Linked DNA regions of Sus scrofa: region 1 is linked to region 2. Evidence: chromatin contacts called from public HiChIP or PLAC-seq data. All regions are on one chromosome and are shown on one strand. Each heading gives the region's core, a stretch centred on a gene start, on an enhancer-like site or on the middle of the called end of the contact. The rest is flanking DNA. Distances are from core to core; before and after follow the strand shown. Region 1 overlaps RFT1 (protein RFT1 homolog). Region 2 overlaps LOC100153598 (store-operated calcium entry regulator STIMATE).

Evidence for each region. HiChIP or PLAC-seq counts read pairs in DNA pulled down with a chosen protein or histone mark.
Region 1: an H3K27ac HiChIP or PLAC-seq map of alveolar macrophages shows a contact between it and region 2. The contact joins two enhancer-like sites. A contact is called at or near these places in 5 of 47 Hi-C or Micro-C datasets (alveolar macrophages, embryonic fibroblasts, liver and 1 more) and 1 of 2 datasets of contacts at active chromatin or transcription factors (alveolar macrophages).

What each region holds. Positions count from the first base shown.
Region 1 is chr13:35,201,539-35,207,142 of Sscrofa11.1, reverse strand. The region is part of intron 13 of RFT1 (protein RFT1 homolog); the gene reads left to right. Among named protein-coding and RNA genes, the nearest start is that of SFMBT1, 23 kb to the right of the region's middle. Within about 2 kb of position 2,827, at least 15 of the 83 cell types and tissues checked have an H3K27ac peak or open chromatin away from gene starts, as enhancers often do. A contact at or near this core is called in alveolar macrophages and skeletal muscle, where this site is marked.
Region 2 is chr13:34,987,810-34,993,378 of Sscrofa11.1, reverse strand. The region is part of intron 1 of LOC100153598 (store-operated calcium entry regulator STIMATE); the gene reads left to right. Among named protein-coding and RNA genes, the nearest start is that of ITIH4, 47 kb to the right of the region's middle. Within about 2 kb of position 2,503, at least 8 of the 83 cell types and tissues checked have an H3K27ac peak or open chromatin away from gene starts, as enhancers often do. A contact at or near this core is called in alveolar macrophages and skeletal muscle, where this site is marked.

The sequences.
Region 1 (5,604 bases), core at 1,578-4,077, 210 kb before region 2:
AAAAAGAAAAAAAAACGTTCTCTGTACATTTAAAAAATGTTTTTGGTCTTTTTCTAGGGCCATACCCATGGCATGTGGAAGTTCCCAGGCTAGGGGGTCAAATCGGAGCTGTAGCTGCCGGCCTACACCACAGCCACAGCAACCTGGGATCTGAGCTGTGTCTGTGACCTACACCACAGCTCACAACAACACTGGATCCTTAACCCACTGAGAGAGGCCAGGGATCGAACCCACAACCTCATGGTTCCTAGTCGGATTCGTTAACTACTGAGCCACGACAGGAACTCCTCTGTACATTTAAAAAAAAAAAAAATGAGTTCCCATCATGGCTCATCAATTAATGAATCTGACTAGCATCCATGAGGACACAGGTTCAATCCCTGGCCTTGCTCAGTGGATTAAGGATCCGGCATTGCTGTGAGCTGTGGTATGGGCTGCAGATGTGGCTCAGATCTGGCGTTGCTGTGGCTACAGCTCCTATTTGACCCCTAGCCTGGGAACCTCTATATGCTGCAGGTGCGGCCCTAAAAAGCAAAAAAAGAAAGGTTCTCTATACATTGATGTGACCAGACAGTGATTCTGACTTTGAAAGAGGGGTTGGCTTCCTGGCTTCTGCGATGCAGCCTTCTGTGTCCAGAACTGCAGGCCTGGCAGTTCATTCGTTGCTCTTTCCTTTCACCTGAAGCAGTATTTCCCATTGTTGATAGCACTTTTCTCTCTCCTGCCTTCTCTGTCCCACCTGTCCTTGTCTTGATCGTGTTTTTAAAATAAGCAGCCATTCTTTGGCAGGTCAGGACTAATATTAGGGCAGGGAGGGGCAAGCACATGATTTTAGATGTGTGGTTTTTAGGGAGTGCAGGGCACCCCTGCATCTTTATATCTTAATCAGGTGCTTGCTTCTTCTGTTTAATATGGAAATAAGACTCCTGAGCCAATCACATGCGGGTGGAAAATGGTTTGTTTTACTGTTATTTACTGTACCTGAGTGAATTATCTCTCCATGTTCAAAATATTTCATCTGTTAAATACCTTTCAAGGGTAGCAAGGATGTTTTATTTGAAGAGTCTGTGGGAGGGAAAGAAACATCCCTAATATGTGTCATTGACCCAACCCCAATTTCCATGGCCGAGTCAGACCCTGTACTCTGTGTCATTCCTTCTTTTTTTTGGTCTCTCTTTTTTTTTTTTTTTGTCTTTGTTATTGTTGTTGTTGTTGTTGTTGCTATTTCTTGGGCCGCTCCCGCGGCATATGGAGGTTCCCAGGCTAGGGGTCAAATCAGAGCTGTAGCCACCGGCCTATGCCAGAGCCACAGCAACGCGGGATCCGAGCCGCGTCTGCAACCTACACCACAGCTCACGGCAACGCCAGATCATTAACCCACTGAGCAAGGGCAGGGACCGAACCCGCAACCTCATGGTTCCTAGTCAGATTCGTTAACCACTGCGCCACAACAGGAACTCCTGTGTCATTCCTTCTTAACCAGAACCATCTGGGTGTATCAGATTGAATTTGGGAAAATGGGCTCCTTTAGGGGCCTAATGATGGAAATATTATAAATACTCTTTAATTATCCTCCAGATTAATTAGCAGAAGTTGTGGGGTGCCCCATCCCAAAGTGCAGTCAGCTTCTGGCCTGTTCGCTATTCCATCCTTCTGGGGCAGTGTGGTTCAGTGGGAAAGTGTGTAAGGTGAGCAATAGGGAGTCAGATCTTTCCCACACAAACTGGGTGCTCACCAGAGTAGGTGCACCCAGAGCTCTGTCCAGGCTGCATCATATGCATAGAGACCCCTCCCCACAGCTTGTCAACCTGATCACAGTGCACTGTGTCTCACACTGAACATAGCAAGTGTGGAAGTATGTAAGAGCTGTGGTTGGCTAATCGGCATGGTGTTAGGCTCTGCAGACATTCAAACATCAGTTTTAAAGCTTACTGTTTTGGAGCCAGTCAATTTATTTCCTTCTCAGTCATTTCTGTAGGTTCCTAAAGAGTTGGAGTGCCCTGGATGCTGTGCCTTGAGGTGAGTGAACAAAGGGCCTTGGGGGCTTGAGAAGCCAGAGGGGTGCTGCCCCGTGAGGCTGGCAGGTGCCGGGCGCTCCGGGCAGCTCCTCCTGGCTTCACAATGGGGCCCAGGCGGTGGGCAGTCAGGCTGGTGGGCATGAGAGAAGGAGTCCCAGAACCAAATGCTGCTCTCAGGGTAGAGGTCCAGCTTCTCACATTGATGAAATCATCTCTTTCACCACCTTTATCTTCTTCCCACAATCTCTCCTCTCTGCTTTAAGCTCTGTTCTAAAGCAGAGCCCCTGAGGAGAAATGGACCCGGCACAGGTTATCTTCAAAGGGCAGCTACTGTGGGTCATGGGTCATAAGTGAGCCAGTGGATGGGCCACCCTCAGGGCAGGTAAGCACCCAGTTCAGTCAGCTCTCACTTGGCAGGGGCTGGCCAGGGTGGTATGGTTCATCCACAGTTGTCCCTTCAGCTCTGGAGGGGCTGCATGATGGCCTCTGATGTAACAGCTGACTCATGAAAGAATGTTCTGGTCCACCATTTACTTGTCTCATTACCTCCCTTGCTCCCAGATGTGTCCCAAAGTTACGACCCTGTTGACTTTACTGTAACCATGTTGTCCTGGTCTGACCAATGCATTTGGCAGAAGCCACCAGGGCTCAGAGCACTCAGTGGGAAAGGGACCTGGAAATCTGGCAGCTCTTGGTCATTTACTCTCATCTGCACCACAAACTGGGGCCTTGGAACAGGGCTCTGATGCTGTCAGCACAGCGAGCAGTGACTAATTAAGACACAACCACATTAGTCACGTTGGAGGTGACAACTGAGCAGCATGTTTCGGGTTCCTGTCTGAGAGATCCTGACACACTTTTCAATTATGTGGAACTAATAGTGTGCGGCTTCCACGCAGCCATGTCAGCAGGAGAGAAGGGGGTCTGAAATGAAAGCATGACTCACTGTGGCTCCTCACTCACTTCTTGGCACTTCCTATTGAAAATTACAAAAGGTGACACCAGGGGAACCAGCATCAGGGTGTCTTTCAGAAGGGTGTTATAAGATGACTCTGAGTGACACAGGAGCCCGGTCCTTTCAATAGGTGCACCTTGCGAACCCCAGCGTTGGCTAGTTCCAGCCTCCCTGTTCTCAAGGCGCACTCTCGTCTGGCCGCCATCAGAGCCTGGCACAGCCAAGCAGGGAGAAGCACGAAGACCCAGGAGAACCGAAACACTGTAGCCATGAGGAAAACAGGAATGTTTCCTCCACACATAATCCCAACCAAATTAGGGAATGTTGCTGAAATAGCTTTCCTTTTTGTTTCCCCTAGGGCCTCAACACAACAATTTTATGAACAAACCAGACTAGTACAGTGCATTTTTATGTTCCTGAGCTAGAGCCGAAGATTCCTTTCTTTCTCTCGTGGCTTGTGAGATCCCTAAGTTGTGTCTCTTCCATGACGAGAAAATGCTCTTGCAGGTGTGCAGATGTCAGGCTGTCGGGGTCAATAGAAAGGACAGAGCTACTTGCATTTTTTTTTTTTTTCTCTTTCGTAACTGGAGAGTGACATCATGCAGGGCTGATGGCATGATGCCCAAGCACACTGGCTGCCTGTCCTCGTCTCCTCTTAGCTCTCCTGCAGCAAACCTGCCACCACGGGGCCAAGCCATGCTCTGGTGGAGAAGGACCCCAGCCTTGTCCTTCCTGCGGCGTTCTTTCCATCTGCACTACCACTGGGGAAATCCTCTCGTGTCCACATCTGCCTTCTGAGATACACAAGCAGGGTTTGCCTTCTAAGCGGCCCATGGTGTTGCATACGTGCATACACCCCAGCCTGGATGCCCCTTTCTACCTCACTGGGTGATCTTGATCAAGTCTCCCTCACTCTACCAGGTGTGGCACACTGAGCGCATGCAGGTGCCACCTACCTCTGGACTCCGTTCCTCTGTTATCAAGGGGCCAAATTTGATTTGTGCTGTAAACACTGAGCCTAAGGACTCAAAGGAGCCATCCAACTCCTACTGCAGTACCCTTCTTATCTGTCTTGAAAATTGGGGGCAGAGTTCCCAATATGGCTCAACAGTAATGAACCTGCCTAGTATCCATGAGGATGTGGGTTCAATACCTGGCCTTCCTCAGTGGGTTAAGGATCTGGCGTTGCCAAGAGCGGTGGTATAGGTTGAAAACATGGCTTGGATCACACATTGCTGTGGCTGTGGCATAGGCTGGTAGCTGTAACTCCAATTCAAACCCTAGCCTGGGAACTTCCATATGCCATGGGTGTGGCCTTAAAAAGACAAAAGAAAGAAAAGAAAATTGAGAGTTAGTTTAAGAGTTTGCTTAGAAGTTCCTGTCGTGGTACAGCAGAAATGAATCCGACTGGGAACCATGAGGTTGCGGGTTCAATCCCTGTCCTTGCTCAGTAGGTTAAGGATCTGGCATTGCTGTGAGCTATGGTGTAGGTTGCAGACATGGCTTGAATGCTGAATTGCTGTGGCTGTGGCCTAGGCTGGCAGCTGTAGCTCTGATTGGACCCCTAGTCTGGGAACCTCCATATGCCACAGGTGCAACCCTAAAAAGCAAAAAAAAAAAAAAAAAAAAAGTTTGCTTGAAAGAAGGATTCTTAAAAAAAAAAAAAAATACTAGTTTGAAATCCACAGGATTTGAATGTTTTAGGCCTCTCCCTGACCTTACATAACTTTTTCTCACAAATTCCTCCCCTGCCTTAGTCTTTATCTCATCTTAGAGAATTTAAGGTAATTGTTTAGCACAGGCATTAGCACAAATAGAAATATTTGGGAGAAATAAATCTGGCCAAAAATTATGTTGCATTACAATGAAAAATTCTTGGTGACACCACTAAGGAGTGGGAAGGTGGCTAACTTTGGCCACTGCAGCACTTCGTGACCATGGGCAGGAGATCTTGTTCTCTGTGCCTTGGTTTCCTCATATGTCACTAGCCCATCTTGCATGGCCCAGGAAGGATGGAAGAGGAGCAGAGGTAGGACAGGCAAATGCAGCCCTGAAAGCCTCAGAAAACACAACCCATAGCAAGGCTTCCTACACATCCTGTATACCTGCCTCCTTGCCCACTTTCCCTTCTGCTCCTCATCCTGGAGCAGAGCTCTCCCAATGCTATCCATCCCCCTGCCTCCCTAGCCAAGTCTCACCTAGCCCCACCCTCACCCACACTGACCCCATCAGGGCTGTTTATGGCTGGGCTGGCAAAGGAGCGAGAAGTGAAAACATTACAAATACTAGAGATTTAACCACTTTTCTTTAGCCCTGTCACTCAAAGAGGGCACTAAACCCAGAACCCATGGCATTGGTAAACACAGGGCCCATCCCTTTTCCTTGGCTTCTGCCTGGTCTGGCTCTGAGGGTGCTCTTGGGAGTCCAGTGCCACCTTCTATGGAGCCTCCAACCTCACACCTCTCACCCCCTCGCCCACTGGGCCCTGTCCCCATCACGCTCCTTTCCTTTCCTTCCAACAGCTCTGTTTTCCTTCTCTTTTGAGAATTAGGAGGGCAGGTTGCAGTGGGGGTTCCAGAGAGGGTCTGTGGAGGCAGATGCAGCTACCTCAAATGGTGTGGCCTTGAGCAA
Region 2 (5,569 bases), core at 1,254-3,753:
CAAATCACAGTTTTATTTATGTATGTATTTATTTATTTTTTAGGGCTGCACTGTGGCATATGTGCCTACACCACAGCCACAGCAACTCAGGATACGAGCCATGACTGCAACCTACACCACAGCTTGTGGCAACACTGGATCCTTAACCCACTGAGCAAGGCCAGGGATCAAACCTATGTCCTCATGGATGCTAGTCAGATTTGTTTCCAGTGAACCACGACGGGAACTCATTTTTTTTTTTTTTTTTTAATAGCCACACCTTCAGCACATGGAAGTTCCTGGGCTAGGAATCAAATCAGAGCTACAGTTGGGGCCTACGCCACAGCCATATCAACACAGGATCCAAGCCGTATCTGAAGCCTACACCACAGCTTGTGGCAATCACCAGATTCTTAACCCACTGAATGAGGCCAGGGGCCAAACCCACATCCTCACAGACACTATGTCAGATTCTTAACCCACTACGCCACAATGGGAACTGTGGGAAGCACATCTTAGTTCACATGTCTGAACGAAAGTCCGAGAGCCATCCAGGAGAAATGTTGGGGACTCTCCCAAGCCAGAGAGCCAATGTGAGTAACAGCTAAGTTGGGAGATGCCAGACCATGGGGACCTTGTTTGCCAACTTAAAAAGTTAGAATTATGTTCCCCAAGGAAGAGGAAGTGGGGTGGACTCTGAAAGGTTTTTAAGCAAGGCATGGTATGCTTAGCACACTCAGCTGCACTGTGAGGGGGCATTTAAGGGAAGTGGACCAGAGTCCAGAGAACTTGTTGAGTGAAAGAGATGGGCCCTGACCTCAGGGAGCCTCCTAGGCCCTCTCTACCTTGGGGTACCAGCCTTACCAGAACTAGCATTGTCTTGGATTAGACTTTTTCAAGATGGCACAGGGGAGATGAGGGCTTTGGAATCAGGAAGATGTTAGAGGCACATGTCGATTGTGCCACTTTTGACCTTTGGCAGATCCTCTGACATTATCTGTAAAATGAGGATGATACCTTTCACGGTTGTTGTGTAGAATAAAATTCCTGGATTGAGTGCTAGATGGAAGGATGGTATTTGGGAGGCAGCCTCACTGCTTACTTGTTGCTGCTGTTTTTCTTCCCATGTTGACCCTATTAAGTAGACAACTGAGGACACTTAGGTCCAGAATAATTAAGTGACTTGCTTAAAATAATAAAACTATTAATTAAAGCATGGACTAGATTTTAAGCTACTCCCAGCTGGACTGCCTTTATTAGTTCATTGCCGTAAGAATTACCTGGCTTGGGACTTGCTGTCATGATTCAGCGGTAACGAACCTGACTAGGATCCATGAGAATGCAGGTTCAATCCCTGGCCTCCATCAGTGGGTTAAAGGATCCCGAGTTGCCATGAGCTGTGGTGAAGCTCGGATCCTGCCGTCTAGGCCAGCAGCTGTAGCTCCCATTTGACCCCTAGCCTGGGAACTTCCATATGCCGAAAGTGCAGCCCTAAAAAGCAAAAAATAAAAGAAGAATCACCTGGCTCTTCATTTCTTCCTTCCTTCCTTCCTTTATTGGCCACCCCACAGCATATGGAGTTACCAGGCCAGGGATCAGATCGGAGCCACAGTCATGACCTAAGCCACACTTGGGCAATGCTGGATCCTTAACGCACTGCACTGGGCCAGGGAGCAAACCTGCGTCCTAGTGCTCTGAAGACACTGCCAGTCAGTTTTTCACCATAGCAGGAATTCCTGGCTCTTCATTTCTCTTTGAAAATTGGCCCAGCCTAGGTTTAAAACTGTCCTAGACCGGAAGGCCGTATCCTAGACCAGTTGCAGGGAAGGCTGTGAACAGAGTTGGCAGGCTCCTGAAGGGAGACTGCCTTAGTAAGGAAGATGGGGGCCCGTGGGTTTGGGGAGGCAGCCAGCAGGCCACCTCGGTATCTCCCTGAAACTTCCCAAATTGACTTGAAGACACTGAGTACCTCTGGGGTTTTCACACCACTAGGGGGCATTAGGGAGGTTTGGAATGGGGCTTGGCTGTTGGGATGATCATTTACAATTTACAGAAAGTGCAAAAACACTTGTTTTCCTCCTTGACTGCTGGTTCAAGGTGGATCAGTCAAGGTGGATTTACTTACCCCTCAGGAGTTGCTGTCCTTTGGGGATTGGAGTCAGGGGTTCATAAAACCAGTGAGGTGTAGTTTGAGGTGACTGGCCCAGCCGGTGCCAGTTAGAGGCCTATCAGGTGACTCAGATTTCATCCCAGCTTCACTGCTAATAAGTACTTGGTGATCCTGAAAGAATTCACCTCTACCCCCCACCATTTTCCTCACCCTTTACACTGAGGGAGTTGGCCCCTCAAAGACCCTTCTGGCTCTGACTCAGAATCCAAACTGCACAGCTTATGAACTAATCTCCAGCGGGCACAGGTGGGGGTTGCTTGCTGCTTGGCTTGCTGTGGATCTGGGGATGGAGCTGCTTGCCCTTGCCCTAGTAGACAGCCTGTTAGCCTGTACAGGAAGGCTGTGTTTCATGAGGCACTGGTGCATAGTACAGCTTGAGAAATGAGGCCATCAGGGGTGTGTCCAGGTCAGCAGCCTTCACTAGGCAGAAGCCTCCAGAACTAAAGGGTTTTTTTCTTGCTGCAAGTCATTGGAAGGGGAGTATTTTCCCCCAGGGATGAACTAGAAAGCATGAGTTCATGGTTGCTGGAGCTCACCCACCCCAGGAGGCGGGGGTAGAAACCTGCTCACATCCCAGGGTCCCTGATCTTACACAGGGACCTACGGTCCAACAAGGAGCCTGTGACGCTGATTTCCGCAGCCTGCCAGGCAGCAGCATCCAGGGTGTCTTCTGTTGTATCATTTTCTGAAATGCCAGGCGCTAAAGTGACTGCTGTGTGGTCTGTGATCACCTTCCAGCTTCAAGATTACACTTTAGTTGTAAGAATATGAACATTCCTCATGTTTTATTTTGTAATTGAATTGTGTCTGTGGCTTTTCATGGCAAAGAGAAGCTCTCTGCCAAGAAGCCTGCTGGAGTCACAAGCCTCCTCCTGTGCTATACCTGCAGCAGGGGGGTTTGGGAAATGCTGTCAGATAAAGAGGTGTAAAGGGGACTGCTACCTCCTATAACCACGTCCATAGAAGCTCAGTTTATCCGTCATCATTCAGCCTCAAGCCCTTCTTTGTCTTCACCCATCAGTCAGGAGCCTCTTACTGTCCCTAATGTGCCTCTAACTCTGCTTCTCTCAGGCTATGCCCAACATGGACCATACGGCTCTCAAATTATGTGGTTTAATTCCAAAACAGTTATGCTTTTTTCTCATTTTTTAAAGTTTTATTGAAGTATAGTTGATTTACAATGTTGTGAAAATTTCTGCTCTACAACAAAATGATTCAGTTATACACATAAACATATCTGTTCCTATTCAGATTCTTTTCACGTATAGGTTATCCCAGAACATTGGGTAGAGTTCCCGTGCTATATGACAGGTCCCCGTTGACCATCCATCCCATAAACAATAGTGCACACATGCCAATCCCAAATCCTCAATGTGCCCCCCCCACCTGTTCACTTTGGTAACAGTAAGTTTGTTTTCAAAGTCTGTGAGTCTGATTCTGTTTTGTAAATAAGTTCATTTATAACCTTTTTAAAATTAGATTCCATATGTAAGTGATATCAAATGATGTTTGTCTTTCTCTGATTTCATTTAGTATGATAATCTCTAGGTCCATCTGTGTTGCTGCAAATGGCATTATTTTGTTCTTTTTTATGGCTATGTAGTAGTCTAGTGTATAAATATGTACCGCATCTTCTTTTTCCAGTCCTCTGATGGACATATACGTTGCTTGCATGTCTTGGCTATTGCAAATAGTGTTGTAATGAACATGGGTGCATGTATCATTTTGAATTATGTTTTTTTCTGGATATATGCCCAGGAGTGGGATTGCTAGATCATAGGGTAGTTCTATTTTTAGTTTTTGAGAAACCTCCATGTTGTTTTTCCAGAGGTTGTACCAGTTTACATTACCACCAACCACGCAGAAGGTTTCCCTTTTCTCTGCACCCTCTCCAACATTTATTATTTGTAGATTTTTGGTAATGGCCACTCTGACTGTGTGAGGTGATATCTCATTTTAGTTTTAATTTGAATTTCCCTGATAATTAGCAGTGTTGATATCTTTTCATGTGCTTTTTGGCCATCTGTATGCCTTCTTTGAAGAAATATCTGTTTAGGTCTTCTGCCCATTTTTTTATTTTTTTTGGGGGGGAGGATATTGAACTGCTTGAGTTGTTTGTGTATTTTTGGATATTATTCCTTGCCGGTTGCTTCATTTACAAATATTTTCCCCCATTATGTGGGTTGCCTTTTCATGTTGTTTATGGTTTCCTTTGTTGTGCAAAAGCTTTTGAGTTTAATTAGGTCCCATTTGTTTATTTTTGTTTTTCTTTTTTAAAAAATTTTTGAATTATAGTTGACTTATAATGTTCTGTCAATTTCTGCTATACAGCAAAGTGACTCAGTTGTGTGTGTGTGTGTATGTGTATACACATACATTCTTTTTTTCACATTATCCTCCATCTTGTGCTGTCTTGTGATCAGCTATAGTTCCTTGGAATGTACAGCAGAATTTCATTGCTTTTTCATTCCAAATGTAATAGTTTGCATCTCTAACCCCCTCCCCTGTTCTCCATGTCCGTGAGTTTGTCTCTTTTCAGTAAATAGATTCATTTGTGCCATATATTCAAGTCCAGATACAAGTAATATCATATGGTATTTGTCTTCTCCTTCCAACTTACTTCACTTAGTATGTGAGTCTCTAGTTCCATCCACGTTGCCGCAAATGGCATTATTTTATTCTTTTTTATGGCTGAGTAGTATTCCATTGTGTATATGTACCACATCTTCTTAATCCATTCATCTGTGGGTGGACATTTAGTTTGTTGCCATGTCTTGGCTATTGTGAATAGTGCTGCAGTGAATATATGGGTGCATGTATCATTTTCATTGTAGGCTTTGTCTGGATATATGCCCAGGAATGGGATTGCTGGGTCATATGGTAGTTCTATATTTAGTTTTCTGATGAACCTTCATACTGTTTTCCATAGTGGTTGTACCAGTTTACATTCCCACCAACAGTGTAGCAGGGTTCCCTTTTCTCCACACCCTCTTCAGCATTTGTTATTTGTAGACTTGCTAATGATAGCCATTCTGACCAGTGTGAGGTGGTACCTCATTGTAGAGATTTGCATTCCTCTAATAATTAGTGATGTTGAGCATTTTTTCACATGCCTGTTGGCCATCTTTTTGTCTTCTTTGGAGAAAAATCTATTTAGGTCTTCTGCCCATTTTTCAATTGGGTTGTTTGTTTTTTCACTGTTGTATGAGTTGTTTGTATATTTTGGAGTTTAAGCCCTGTCCGTTGCGTCATTTGCAACTATTTTCTCCCATTGCACTTTTTTGTCTTTTTTATTTTATGATTTCCTTTGCTGTGCAAAAGCTTGTAATTTTGATGAGGTCCAATTGGTTTGTTTTTGTTTTTATTTCTATAGCTTCAGGAGACTGACCTAAGCAAACATTTGTACAATTGATGTCAGAA